2 separate regions of the Mus musculus genome follow, and region 1 is linked to region 2. Evidence: chromatin contacts called from public Hi-C data. All regions are on one chromosome and are shown on one strand. The core of a region is the stretch at or near the end of the contact, and the rest is flanking DNA. Distances in the headings are between cores, read along the strand shown. Region 1 has its middle 20 kb from the start of Gm40217. Region 2 overlaps Plpp3 (phospholipid phosphatase 3).

Region 1 (5,741 bases), core at 2,310-4,809, 130 kb after region 2:
TTTCCACTTGGTTGATTTCACCCCTGAGTTTGATTATTTCCTGCCGTCTACTCCTCTTGGGTGAATTTGCTTCCTTTTTTTCTAGAGCTTTTAGATGTGTTGTCAAGCTGCTAGTATGTGCTCTCTCCCGTTTCTTCTTGAAGGCACTCATAGCTATGAGTTTCCCTCTTAGAAATGCTTTCATTGTGTCCCAAAGGTTTGGGTACGTTGTGGCTTCATTTTCATTAAACTCTAAAAAGTCTTTAATTTCTTTCTTTATTCCTTCCTTGACCAAGGTATCATTGAGAAGAGTGTTGTTCAGTTTCCATGTGAATGTTGGCTTTCTGTTATTTATTTTGTTATTGAAGATCAGCCTTAGTGCATGGTGATCTGATAGGATACATGGGACAATTTCAATATTTTTGAATCTGTTGAGGCCTGATTTGTGACCTATTATGTGGTCAATTTTGGAGAAGGTACCATGAGGTGCTGAGAAGAAGGTATATCCTTTTGTTTTAGGGAAAAATGTTCTGTAGATATCTGTCAGATCCATTTGTTTCATCACTTCTGTTAGTTTCAGTGTGTCCCTGTTTAGTTTCTGTTTCCATGATCTGTCCATTGGTGAAAGTGGTGTGTTGAAGTCTCCCACTATTATTGTGTGAGGCGCAATGTGTGCTTTGAGCTTTACTAAAGTTTCTTTAGTGAATGTGGCTGCTCTTGTATTTGGAGCATAGATATTCAGAATTGAGAGTTCCTCTTGGAGGATTTTACCTTTGATGAGAATGAAGTGTCCCTCCTTGTCTTTTTTGATGACTTTGGGTTGGAAGTCAATCTTATCAGATATTAGGATGGCTACTCCTGCTTGTTTCTTCATACCATTTGCTTGGAAAATTGTTTTCCAGCCTTTCATTCTGAGGTAGTGTCTATCTTTTTCTCTGAGATGAGTTTCCTGTAAGCAGCAAAATGTTGGGTCTTGTTTGTGTAGCCAGTTTGTTAGTCTATGTCTTTTTATTGGCGAGTTGAGACCATTGATGTTAAGAGATATTAAGGAAAAGTAATTGTTGCTTCCTGTTATTTTAGTTGTTAAAGGTGGCATTCTGTTCTTGTGGCTGTCTTCTTTTAGGTTTGTTGAGGGATTACCTTCTTGTTTTTTCTAGGGCGTTGTTCCCGTTCTTGTATTGGTTTTTTTCTGTTATTATCCTTTGAAGGGCTGGATTCGTGGAGAGATAATGCGTGAATTTGGTTTTGTCGTGGAATACTTTGGTTTCTCCCTCTATGATAATTGAGAGTTTGGCTGGGTATAGTAGCCTGGGCTGCAGTTTGTGTTCTCTTAGTGTCTGTATAACATCTGTCCAGGCTCTTCTGGCTTTCATAGTCTCTGGTGAAAAATCTGGTGTAATTCTGATAGGCTTGCCTTTATATGTTACTTGACCTTTTTCCCTTACTGCTTTTAGTATTCTATCTTTATTTAGTGCATTTGATGTTCTGATTATTATGTGTCGGGAGGAATTTCTTTTCTGGTCCAGTCTATTTGGAGTTCTGTAGGCTTCTTGTATGTTCATATGCATCTCATTCTTTAGATTTGGGAAGTTTTCTTCAATAATTTTGTTGAAGATGTTTGCTGGACCTTTGAGTTGAAAATCTTCATTCTCATCCACTCCTATTATCCGTACGTTTGGTCTTCTTATTGTGTCCTGGATTTCCTGGATATTTTGAGTTAGGATCTTTTTGCATTTTCCATTTTCTTTGATTGTTGTGCCGATGTTCTCTATGGAATCTTCTGCACCTGAGATTCTCTCTTCCATCTCTTGTATTCTGTTGCTGATGCTCAAATCTATGGTTCCAGATTTCTTTCCTAGGGTTTCTATCTCTAGTGTTGCCTCGCTTTGAGTTTTCTTTATTGTGTCTACTTCCCTTTTTAGGTCTAGTATGGTTTTGTTCATTTCCATCACCTGTTTGTATGTTTTTTCCTCTTTTTCTGTAAGGACTTCTACCTGTTTGATTGTGTTTTCCTGTTTTTCTTTAAGGACTTGTAACTCTTTAGCAGTGTTCTCCTGTATTTCTTTAAGTGATTTATTAAAGTCCTTCTTGATGTCCTCTACCATCATCATGAGATATGCTTTTAAATCTAGGTCTAGGTTCTCAGGTGTGTTGGGGTTCCCTGGACTGGGCGAAGTGGGTGTGCTGGGTTCTGGTGATGGTGAGTGGTCTTGGTTCCTGTTAGTAAGATTCCTCCGTTTACCTTTCGCCATCTGGTAATCTCTGGAGTTAGTAGTTATAGTTGACTCTGTTTAGAGATTGTTCTTCTGGTGATTCTGTTACCGTCTATCAGCAGACCTGGGAGACAGATTCTCTCCTCTGAGTTTCAGTGCTCAGAGCACTCTCTGCTGGCAAGCTCTCTTACAGGGAAGGTGCGCAGATATCTTGTATTTGGACCTCCTCCTGGCCGAAGAAGAAGGCCCAAAACAGGACCTTTCTCAGACACTGTGTTGCTTTGGCAGTTCCCAGGTGGTACAGACTCTCACCTAAGCAGACTAAATTCCTAAGTTCCTTGGAGTCCCGGGACCAAGATGGCGACCGCTGCTGCTGTGGCTTAGGTTGCCTCCCCAGCCGGGCGGGCACCTGTCCTCTGGTCCGGAAGGTGGCCGGCTGTCCCCGGCCCACACAGGGTGCTGCCTCAGCGCCTCTGTGCTTCTGCCTGTTCCAGAAGCTGTCAGGTTCTCTGGCGCACCCTCTCACCTGTTCAGACTAATTTCCTAAGTTCGGCGGGTCTCGGACCAAGATGGCGACCGCTGCTGCTGTGGCTTAGGCCGCCTCCCCAGCCGGGTGGGCACCTGTCCTCTGGTCCGGAAGGTGGCCGGCTGTCCCCAGCCCACGCAGGGTGCTGCCTCAGCGCCTCTGTGCTTCCGCCTGTTCCAGAAGCTGTCAGGTTCTCTGGCGCACCCTCTCACCTGTTCAGACTAATTTCCTAAGTTCGGCGGGTCCCGGACCAAGATGGCGACCGCTGCTGCTGTGGCTTAGGTCGCCTCCCCAGCCGGGCGGGCACCTGTCCTCCGGTCCGGAAGGTGGCCGGCTGTCCCCGGCCCACACAGGGTGCTGCCTCAGCGCCTCTGTGCTTCTGCCTGTTCCAGAAGCTGTCAGGTTCTCTGGCGCACCCTCTCACCTGTTCAGACTAATTTCCTAAGTTCGGCGGGTCCCGGACCAAGATGGCGACCGCTGCTGCTGTGGCTTAGGCCGCCTCCCCAGCCGGGTGGGCACCTGTCCTCTGGTCCGGAAGGTGGCCGGCTGTCCCCGGCCCACGCAGGGTGCTGCCTCAGCGCCTCTGTGCTTCCGCCTGTTCCAGAAGCTGTCAGGTTCTCTGGCGCACCCTCTCACCTGTTCAGACTAATTTCCTAAGTTCGGCGGGTCCCGGACCCTCACCTTCTTTTTCACTCTGCCGAGGGTTAGCTCTTTAAATGGCATTGTCATCCTGAGCATGGGGATGTCTTTGCCAAGGGCCCTGGCACCGTCACTGAGCCTCCAGACCTCTCTGGGTCACTGGCTACAGAGTACCTCATTCCTGACAGATCCTGGCACTTGTTAGCTGTGTGACATTGGTGAGGCACTTAAGCCTGACCTTCCTTGCAGACAGTCTGGTTTACTCCCCAAACTGGGGCTCCAAAGTCCCTGGTGAAGCATGTCACTGTTCTGGGTGAAGTGACATCAACCAATTAAAAACAGGACATTCGCTAATAAGGCACCTGCTTTGTCAGAGCACTAGTGGTGTGTGTGTGTGTGTGTGTGTGTGTGTGTGTGTGTGTGTGTGTTCGTTCTGGTGGTGGCAGCAATAGTGGTTGGGGGAAATGCTGATAGTGTGATGGTATTGGTAAGTGGAGGGCTGACTGTGTACTTCAGAAATGACAACTTGATAGTCTCATTACAGCAAATACAGCTATGCTCTTGGATAGTCAGGCTCTGTCTTAGGCTACTGTTGACTACCTCTTTTCTTCTGGTGCCTTTTGCATGTTTAAAGATACTTGAGAGGGAAACAATGTGGTAGACAACTTTCTCTTATAAAATGAAGATAATGTCCTCCCCCTTTAAGAGCAGTGATTCAGTGGTTGTGTAAGAGGCCAGCCATATTTAGAGCCCCTCGGTTTGGTGATGAGCTCTGAGGTACATCAAAGGCGGCATCACCTGTGGGAGGAGAGGTTGCTCACTGCAATTAAGCCTCCTCTCTGAAAGATGCTATTAAGATGGCCTGAAGACTAGTCACAGGACGGGAGAAAATATTTACAAAACACATGTCTGATAAAGGAGTTATATTCAAAGTATACACAGAGCTTGTGAACTCAATGATAAGAAAACAATTTAATCTAAATAGAGGCCTTATCAAATGAGATACTAGAAAGGCAAATGCTTGTGTGGATAGAGGAACAAAGTTATTTGTCATCAGGGAGTTACAAGATATCAAGACCATGAGGTATTATTACCCTGCAACTGTTAGAAGCCCAACCCAGTGTGAAAGGAGAGTTTCAGGCACTGCTTGTGAATGAAAGTTGTGCTTCTAATGTTTAGCTATGAAGAAAAGCATGGTCATTTCTTACAAAACTATTTAAATATACTCTCATCATGTAATGTAGCGATTGTATTTGCAGATATGTCTCAACTGGTTTAAAACAGGCCTGAAGAAAACCACACACTATCATCTTACTTGCATAATTAAGGCATGGGAAATTCATAGCCACACAATGTCCTGCAATAAGCAAACAACTAGACAAATTGTGGCATGTATGTAAGATGGAATATTATCTCATGATTTTTTTCCCTCCATGACAGGGTTTCTTCATTTTAGCCTTGGCTGTCCTGGAACTAGCTCTGCAGACCAGGTTGTCCTTGAACTCAAGAGATCCTCCTGCCTCTGCCTCCCAAGTGCTGGGATTAAAGACATGTACCACCATCACCCAGCATATTTCATGATTTTTGAAAACCAAGAAACTATCAAGTTATGAAAAGACAAAGCTAGATTATAGTACATGTTGCTAAATAAGGGAATCTTATCTGAAATGGCCACATACCATATAACCCCCACACATGTTCTAGAAACAGGAGCACCACAGCCACAATAAAAGGGTCAGTAGTTCCCAGGGTTCCCAAAGACTGAATAGAAGGTAATTTAGTAGCAAGTAATTTTCTATAGCACTTATTATTTTTTAAAAAAGATTTATTTATTTATATGTAAGTACACTGTAGCTGTTACAGATGGTTGTGAGCCAGTTGTAAGCCACCATATGGTTGTTGGGATTTGAACTCCAGACCTTCGGAAGAGCAGTCAGGTGCTCTTACCCATTGAGCCATCTCACCAGCCTCCTAGGAGGCACTTATTAAACTAAGTAGTACACAACTAACCTTAAAGTATCACATTTTGAGCATCATCCAAATGCTAAGCTTTCCAGGATAGATTTTTACAACGTGACAAAACAGTATAACCCTGAAGAGTTTTTAAACATTTATTTATTTTGTGTGTTTGAGCATTTTGCCTTCATGCACCAAGTGCTTGCCTGGTGGCCTCAGACCTCCTGGAAATGGTGTTAGGGATGGTTGTGAAATGCCTGTGTATGCTGGGAATCAACCAGGCTCCTATGGAAAAGTAGCCAGTGCTTTTAGCTGCTGAGTTATCTCTCTAGAACCACTCTTCCTCCCCCCACCCCAACATACTATTATTTAAATGTATGTAAAAATCACAGTGAAGGCTGGGGAGATGGCTCAGTCAGTGGTTAAGA
Region 2 (6,206 bases), core at 2,514-5,013:
ACTTTTTTCTCCCATAGAGAATCTCGTCATGTTACATAAGCCAACAATATGCCATGTGGATGTTTGGTCGTTTGTAGTTGTGCCTTCTTCTTCTTCATCTTTCTTCTTTCTTCATCCTCTTCCTCCTCCTCTTCCTCTTCCTCTCCATTTCCTTCTCCCCCTCCTTCCCCTCCTCCTTCAAGTTTTAAAGTCCCATCCATATTGTAACATGTATCAGAAGTACTTCATTTATTTTTATTGCCAGATAATCTCCCACTGTATGGATGTACCACATTTCGTTTATACACTTATTATTTAATGGCTCCCTGGTTTGTTCCCATTTTTGAGCTACTGTGAATAGGAAGGCAGCCCTTGTGTTTTCAATTCTCTTGGATCTCTACATTTAAGAGTGAAATTGCTTGACCATATATCAGATGGTTAACTTTTTGAGGAACTGCCAAATTATTTCCATCATGCCTGTGCCACATTAATTAAAACATATAAGAAAAAAATACAATGTCTTAGGAATTAGGATATTCATGAAATCACTGTAGGATTATTTTGTTCTTCAGGACATTTTCCACCAAAAAAAATTTTTTTGTGGTGTCATAGGTTTTAGGTGATCGAGCAGAGAGCAGTACTCTGACTGAGAATTAGAGGCTGGGTGGTCAGTTACACCCACGTGCTAAATAACACCTACAGAACTGGGTGGAGTTTACAGACTGTGGACTTTCTAAGTGGAAACAAACAAACACAAAAACCACTTCAGAGTATCTTAAAAACTATTTAGAAGTACAAATATCGAGACCTTCACATACCTGGAACTTAGTCAATACAATTTTAAGGCCACATCATGTAAATGTGTTTAGTTCCTGGTAAGTTTAAATCACCATCTCAGAATTTAAATGATTTCCTATCTCTCAGACTGTCAGGCTGGACATCAGCGGAGTATTAAAATTAAAAAGGTTAAGATAATCGAAAGGCTTTATGAATTAGATGGCACATCATGCTAAAAGCTTAAAGTGGTCAATGTGTGGGACAGGAAAGTCCAGATGTTTTAGGAAGGCGAAGGGGAGAGAATCTTCACTACTGTTAGCTGCTTTCCCTGGTGCCTCAATGTGTCCACAGTAAAGCAAATGCTGGTCACAGGGTCTCAGCTCAGAGAGGGCGAGTGGATGCACAGTGCGCTCAGCTAGTATGTATGGAAATTTGGCCAGGAGCCTGAATTGATGACAGTGGCTTACATGCATCGGACATTAGCTGTGGACTTCTCACCATGTTAAAACATTGCACATGCCTTCTGATAGGTTCTCCAAGGAGCCTGTAAAATCCCAATCACTTTCATCTCAGCTTTACGGAGCTGAAGTTCAGAGAAGTTGAACATAACTCCCCTCAGATGGTGCAGTAAGAGTGTTCCAGAACTGGGACGAGAATCTGACTGGTGAGGCTGGTTTTCTCTGCTCTGTTCTCCTGCTTATGTGTTGCTAAAACCCTGTCTTCCCCCTCCTACCCCAAGCCTGCTCTTCTATCAGTCAGCAGGCTGGGAAGACCAGGTTGTCCAAAGGAAGGTGGATTTGTGATTCTCACCCTGAACCCATTAAGGTCATTAAAGGCAACCATGGTGTGTCCTGTGGTTGTTTGGATACCTCAAAAATATCAAATGCATATACTGTATTTTCACTAACAACAGACTTGCAAAGACTAACTTAAAGTTTTAGCATCCAAGGCTAGAGAGATAGTTCATTGGTTAAGAGCACTGGCTGCTCTTGCAGAAATCTTATGTTCAGTTCCTAGCACCAGCATGGTGGCTCACTGTCTGTGACTCCAGTCATGGGGGTGGGGGCAGGAGGGGGGTCCAGTGCCCTCTTCTGGCCTCTGGGAGCCAGTATGGTATACATACTTGCAGACAAAGCATGGGTCAATAGAAAAATAATTTAAATTGGTTTGTTTTTAAGCCTTACCGGCTACCTAAACTAGCCCATGCGTGAGCATTCAGAATTCACGACTTGAGTGACACCTGTCCGTTCCCTGTGGGCTTGCTCCTTAATTTTGTCTTACTAGGAGATGTAACTGGTACTCTCCATGCTTAGCCTAACAAATGTAGAGAATGATTGAAAATATTTCTAGAAGTAATGGGGGGAGAGGGGTAAGAAGGAGTGTCCAGAGATCTGCTGGAAATGCTCATAGCTTGAAGGGGTGCAAAAGCCGGGTACTGAAGAGAAGAGCATACTGGATCCTGGACAGTCCTATCAGGAGGCTCAGGAAGGGGTGGGAGGACCTTGAACTAGAGCCCTTCTGTAGCCTCACGAGGCAGCAATAATGGCCACTCTGTTAGTGGACCCTTTTTGTGCCTGGGTTCAGTATGCTGTGGTGGTAACTTTTGAGCTTCTCTGGTTAGTGTCTGCGGATGCAGCTCGTTCATTAAACGTAGTAAATAGAACTTCTCCGCTTGGCCTCTTCCCCACAAATGACCCACATTGTTACTAAGTTAGCAACCACCAACAGGAAGTGGCAGAAATGTTTCTCAGCCGCACAGCCCATTTCATTAGACACTTGCCCAAAGGGGCTGTTTTGGTCAATTTGGCCTCTGTAGGCTTCTAGGGAGGAACAGCCTAACACATCATTTCTCATCTTTGCATTTGCTGACATCTTGCCCTTAGCGGCTGTTTTGATTAAATGCGTGGCGCTTTGTTCTGCACCAACTGCACACACAGCGCCCAGGAGGAGGAACTTCTAGGAAGCTGAGACTTTAAAAATATTTCCAAAGGTGTTACCAACTTATTAGAGAGTCTTTTGTTCAGGAACTTCTCATTGAAATCTATTTAGAGAGCAATTCCAATGGCGTGGCAGGGGGGCTGGTGGGCTCCTAGCACCTTTGTGAAGGACTCCTTTGAAAGGCCTGAACTTGAGGCATTGTAAGAGCGCAGAGCTCCTAGGGACTGGCTGGGAAGATAAAATATACATCTTGGGTCAAAGCATTCCAAGGACATGGCTCTCCATTCCTGGGAGAAATAAGCTGTCAGGAATTTTAGATTCAATTTTCCCAAGTCCGTTGATGGGGCTAAGAAACTCTGAGTTTGCTTTAAAACTGATCGTGTGCAGTTGTGCTTGTCACAACTGTGAAATTGGTCATTTATTATCAATTAGCAATGTTTCACTGACGGATTCTTCCAGATGACAACATGTAAGTCTGAGAATCTGTATTTAGATATTCAGTCAGTTTTTCTCATTGTAGAGCTCTACCCCGCCCTGCTCCGCCCCCCAAGCAGACAACAAAATCCAGCCTTGACACCTGGAGTAGCATTGTCCTCTGTCAGCTGGAAGAGGCTAGGGCAGCAGATGTTTTTGAATACTTACCCTGTAGTCAGCCACATCACCATCCCACCAGGACTTAAGGCCTGGAAGGAGCCACCGTCCTCTAATTGATGCTGTGCTGGGATGGGTGAGGCAGCTGCTGTTCGGAGATATTGAGTGGCAGGATTTGGGATAGAGAATGGTGGTACTCTCGGCCATGAACCAACCAACAGCCTACCTTTTTTTCCTCCGAGAGTAAAGACTGGCGTTTAGATTTTCACTAACAAGCATGTGAGTAAAGCGAACCCGTCAGAATGCCTTAAAATTATCGGGCCCTATAAAGTAGTTAAGTTTGATTTGGGGTTTAAAACCTTTTACCCATGTCAGTATTTCCTGTTCCTGTGTAAATTCCTAAGAGAATAGAGGTGAGACTGAACTCCAGGCTGGAAGGCCATGGACTTGACTGAATCCTCATTATGTGACAAGCTGTGCACTAAGGCGCTTCATGCATTATTAACTTACTTGAATTTCACAACAACCCTGTGGAGTAGGCTGGCACTCACTTCAGTGTTTTGTTTTTTTTTTTTTTTTTTTATCTAGAAAGCAGGGCCAGTCTCATTTCTTATTGGAGGCTGGTGACACGCTGCATTAATAATTCAACCAGTTAATCTCTAACAGAAATTATTTACTAAGATTCCCAGCAAAGTGCTGTTTTAGAATCTCCCTTTAGCTGGCCGCTGAACCCTGTGTCCCCTTCCGTTACACGTCTACCAAGGACAGCAGCTGCATCAGATGCCTTAGAAAAAATGGCCAGAGAAGCTGATAAGTGTCACGCAGAAGTGGGGTGACTTTTCTGCACAGGAATAGCAGTTTCTGATCCCAGTGTTAATTCCCCTTCTTCTCCATCTTCTCCAAAGGAGTTAAAAAGCCAGGGAGTGAGCCGCTTTGACTGGAGCAGCCTGCGCTGTGGAGAGACCACCTCGTGTTTCCCAGGCTATTGTAGGACTCCTATTCAGCTGGGATTTCAATGGTGCCCTGATTAGCATGAGACCAAGTGTATAAAGTAGGTCTTTTTACCCTCCCTTAAAGAAGTTTTGTGGTATTTCTTTCTGAGGGGGTTGGCATAGAGCTTTGACAAACACAGACCCATGGTAAAGTTAAATAGGGCTGCGAGCGGTCCCATTTGCACACATCCTTCCCACTTAGAATGCAGAGCAGCCTCATTGGTGATGGACTCCTTAGGAACCATGGCAGGGTTCTTCCTGCACCAGTAATGGGCGAGCAGGAAATACCCACAAGTAAACTGGGGAAGGGAGTCCCTGGCTCATCCACCATTCTCCATTGTCCGAGAGCCACCGCAGAGAATACTCCTGGGTTTGACCAGCCAGCTATCTTCTCTTTTCCTTTTGTTTACTGAGATAAAGACAGTGTGTGGCGGAAGATCCAGGGGAATACACTGAGGGGGTGGAGCCTGCCTTGAAGGAGCAAGTAAGAGGACAGACAGACAGACGCACAGCAGTTGGTGGAGGAGTGCAGCCAGGTGTTTTGGTGTGATACTTTAGTGAAATGATAAGAATAAGGGTCTGACAGGAAGCTTCTTGCTGTTTGGGCTCAATACTTGTGGTATTTGCTGGAGAAACTTGGACACATTGCTGTCATTTGGTGAACGGATAAAATGAGGGTGAATTCTTGCAACAGATGGCATGCCATGTGAGCAGGAAATACTTTGAAAGTTGTAATTAATACTTGTGATGTGAATGCAGTTTTGTCTGAAATGTGCCCTTTTCTCTCTACTGTTCCCATTTCTAAGACTGTGCATTGAGTACCTGCTATTACCAGATAAGGGAAAATGTCCCTTCGGATTGTATCTCCAGGTGGCAGTCCATAGGTGTCCTTGGGCAGTATGTACCCAAAAGTTGCTCTTCTGAATGACAGTTCTGAACACCCAGGTCCTTTTCCTCAGAACAGCATCCCAAAGTCTGTAGAGTACAGCTCTCACCATACTTGAGACCCTTCAGGATTTGGTTCTACCGTGGCCTTTGCCTTCCCTTTCTCTGCTGGTCCTGCCTTCCCATCTCTGCCCTCCTTTGTTGCACACTTGGGTCTCAGACACATATATTTGATGGCTTTTCCAGCCTTCCCCAAACCTTGTCACTCTTCTTCCTAGTTAGGAATGTGCTACCCCGTTCTCGGTAGGCAAGATCTCAGGCATTCCTTGATTTTCTTTTTTTTTTTTTTTTTTTTTTTGAGCAGAGTTTACCCCCCATGCCACTTTGGGTAAATCTTTCTAATGATAAAAAATAACATAAAGTTTTAAAAATGGGTTTGCCTTATACCATTGTACCATCTTATTAAATTTGGAGTTTCTTTTATAATACAACTTACGAATTTTATTGAAAAGCATATAAGTAAAAAAGATATTTTAGACAGTAAGGACGTAAAGCCAAAGAGGACAATCAAAGTTTTGTCTCAGATAATTCCACAATCTCAAGGTATCTTTTTTTCTATAAATACATGTGTTATTAAGTATAATTATAAAGCTAAGTACCGCTTAAAACCTGCTTCCTATAAGTCATTGTGATGAAATGGAACAAAAAAAACCAACTGGCTAGAGTTGGTAACCACCTATAATAGTCTGAGAAATGTGAGAGTGGGAGTGTGCACCTAACTTAAGACAACTTAGGTTTTTAAACTTAGCTTTTATATTATCTTATGATGTTATAAACTTGATCCACAAAAGTGAATTTGCACTAACCATGATGGTTTCTTTTTTTAAAAAAAGTTTAACCTACTTCATTCTACCCCTACCTTACAGGCTTCTAACAGGAAGAGGAAAAGCAAGAGAGAACTAGAAAAATGGATGGATGGATGAATGAATGAATGAATGAATGAATGATTTTCTTGTACTGCAGGGATTGAATCCAGGGCCTCAC

The links. Hi-C and Micro-C count contacts between places; a contact is called where the count stands out from the background.
Region 1: a contact with region 2 is called in a Hi-C map of embryonic stem cells, with 2.7 times the contacts expected there. The contact joins two enhancer-like sites. A contact is called at or near these places in 9 of 39 promoter capture datasets (the 3T3-L1 cell line, 3T3-L1-derived adipocytes, the C10 cell line and 4 more), 15 of 484 Hi-C or Micro-C datasets (the AML12 cell line, B cells, bone marrow-derived macrophages and 6 more), 4 of 115 datasets of contacts at active chromatin or transcription factors (embryonic stem cells and fetal liver) and 1 of 9 other capture datasets (embryonic stem cells).

What each region holds. Positions count from the first base shown.
Region 1 is chr4:105,295,987-105,301,727 of GRCm38.p6, forward strand. No RefSeq gene overlaps it. Among named protein-coding and RNA genes, the nearest start is that of Gm40217, 20 kb to the right of the region's middle. Within about 2 kb of position 3,560, at least 4 of the 459 cell types and tissues checked have an H3K27ac peak or open chromatin away from gene starts, as enhancers often do. A contact at or near this core is called in embryonic stem cells, where this site is marked.
Region 2 is chr4:105,166,673-105,172,878 of GRCm38.p6, forward strand. All of the region lies in intron 1 of Plpp3 (phospholipid phosphatase 3), which reads left to right. Among named protein-coding and RNA genes, the nearest start is that of Plpp3, 12 kb to the left of the region's middle. Within about 2 kb of position 3,764, at least 55 of the 459 cell types and tissues checked have an H3K27ac peak or open chromatin away from gene starts, as enhancers often do. A contact at or near this core is called in embryonic stem cells, where this site is marked.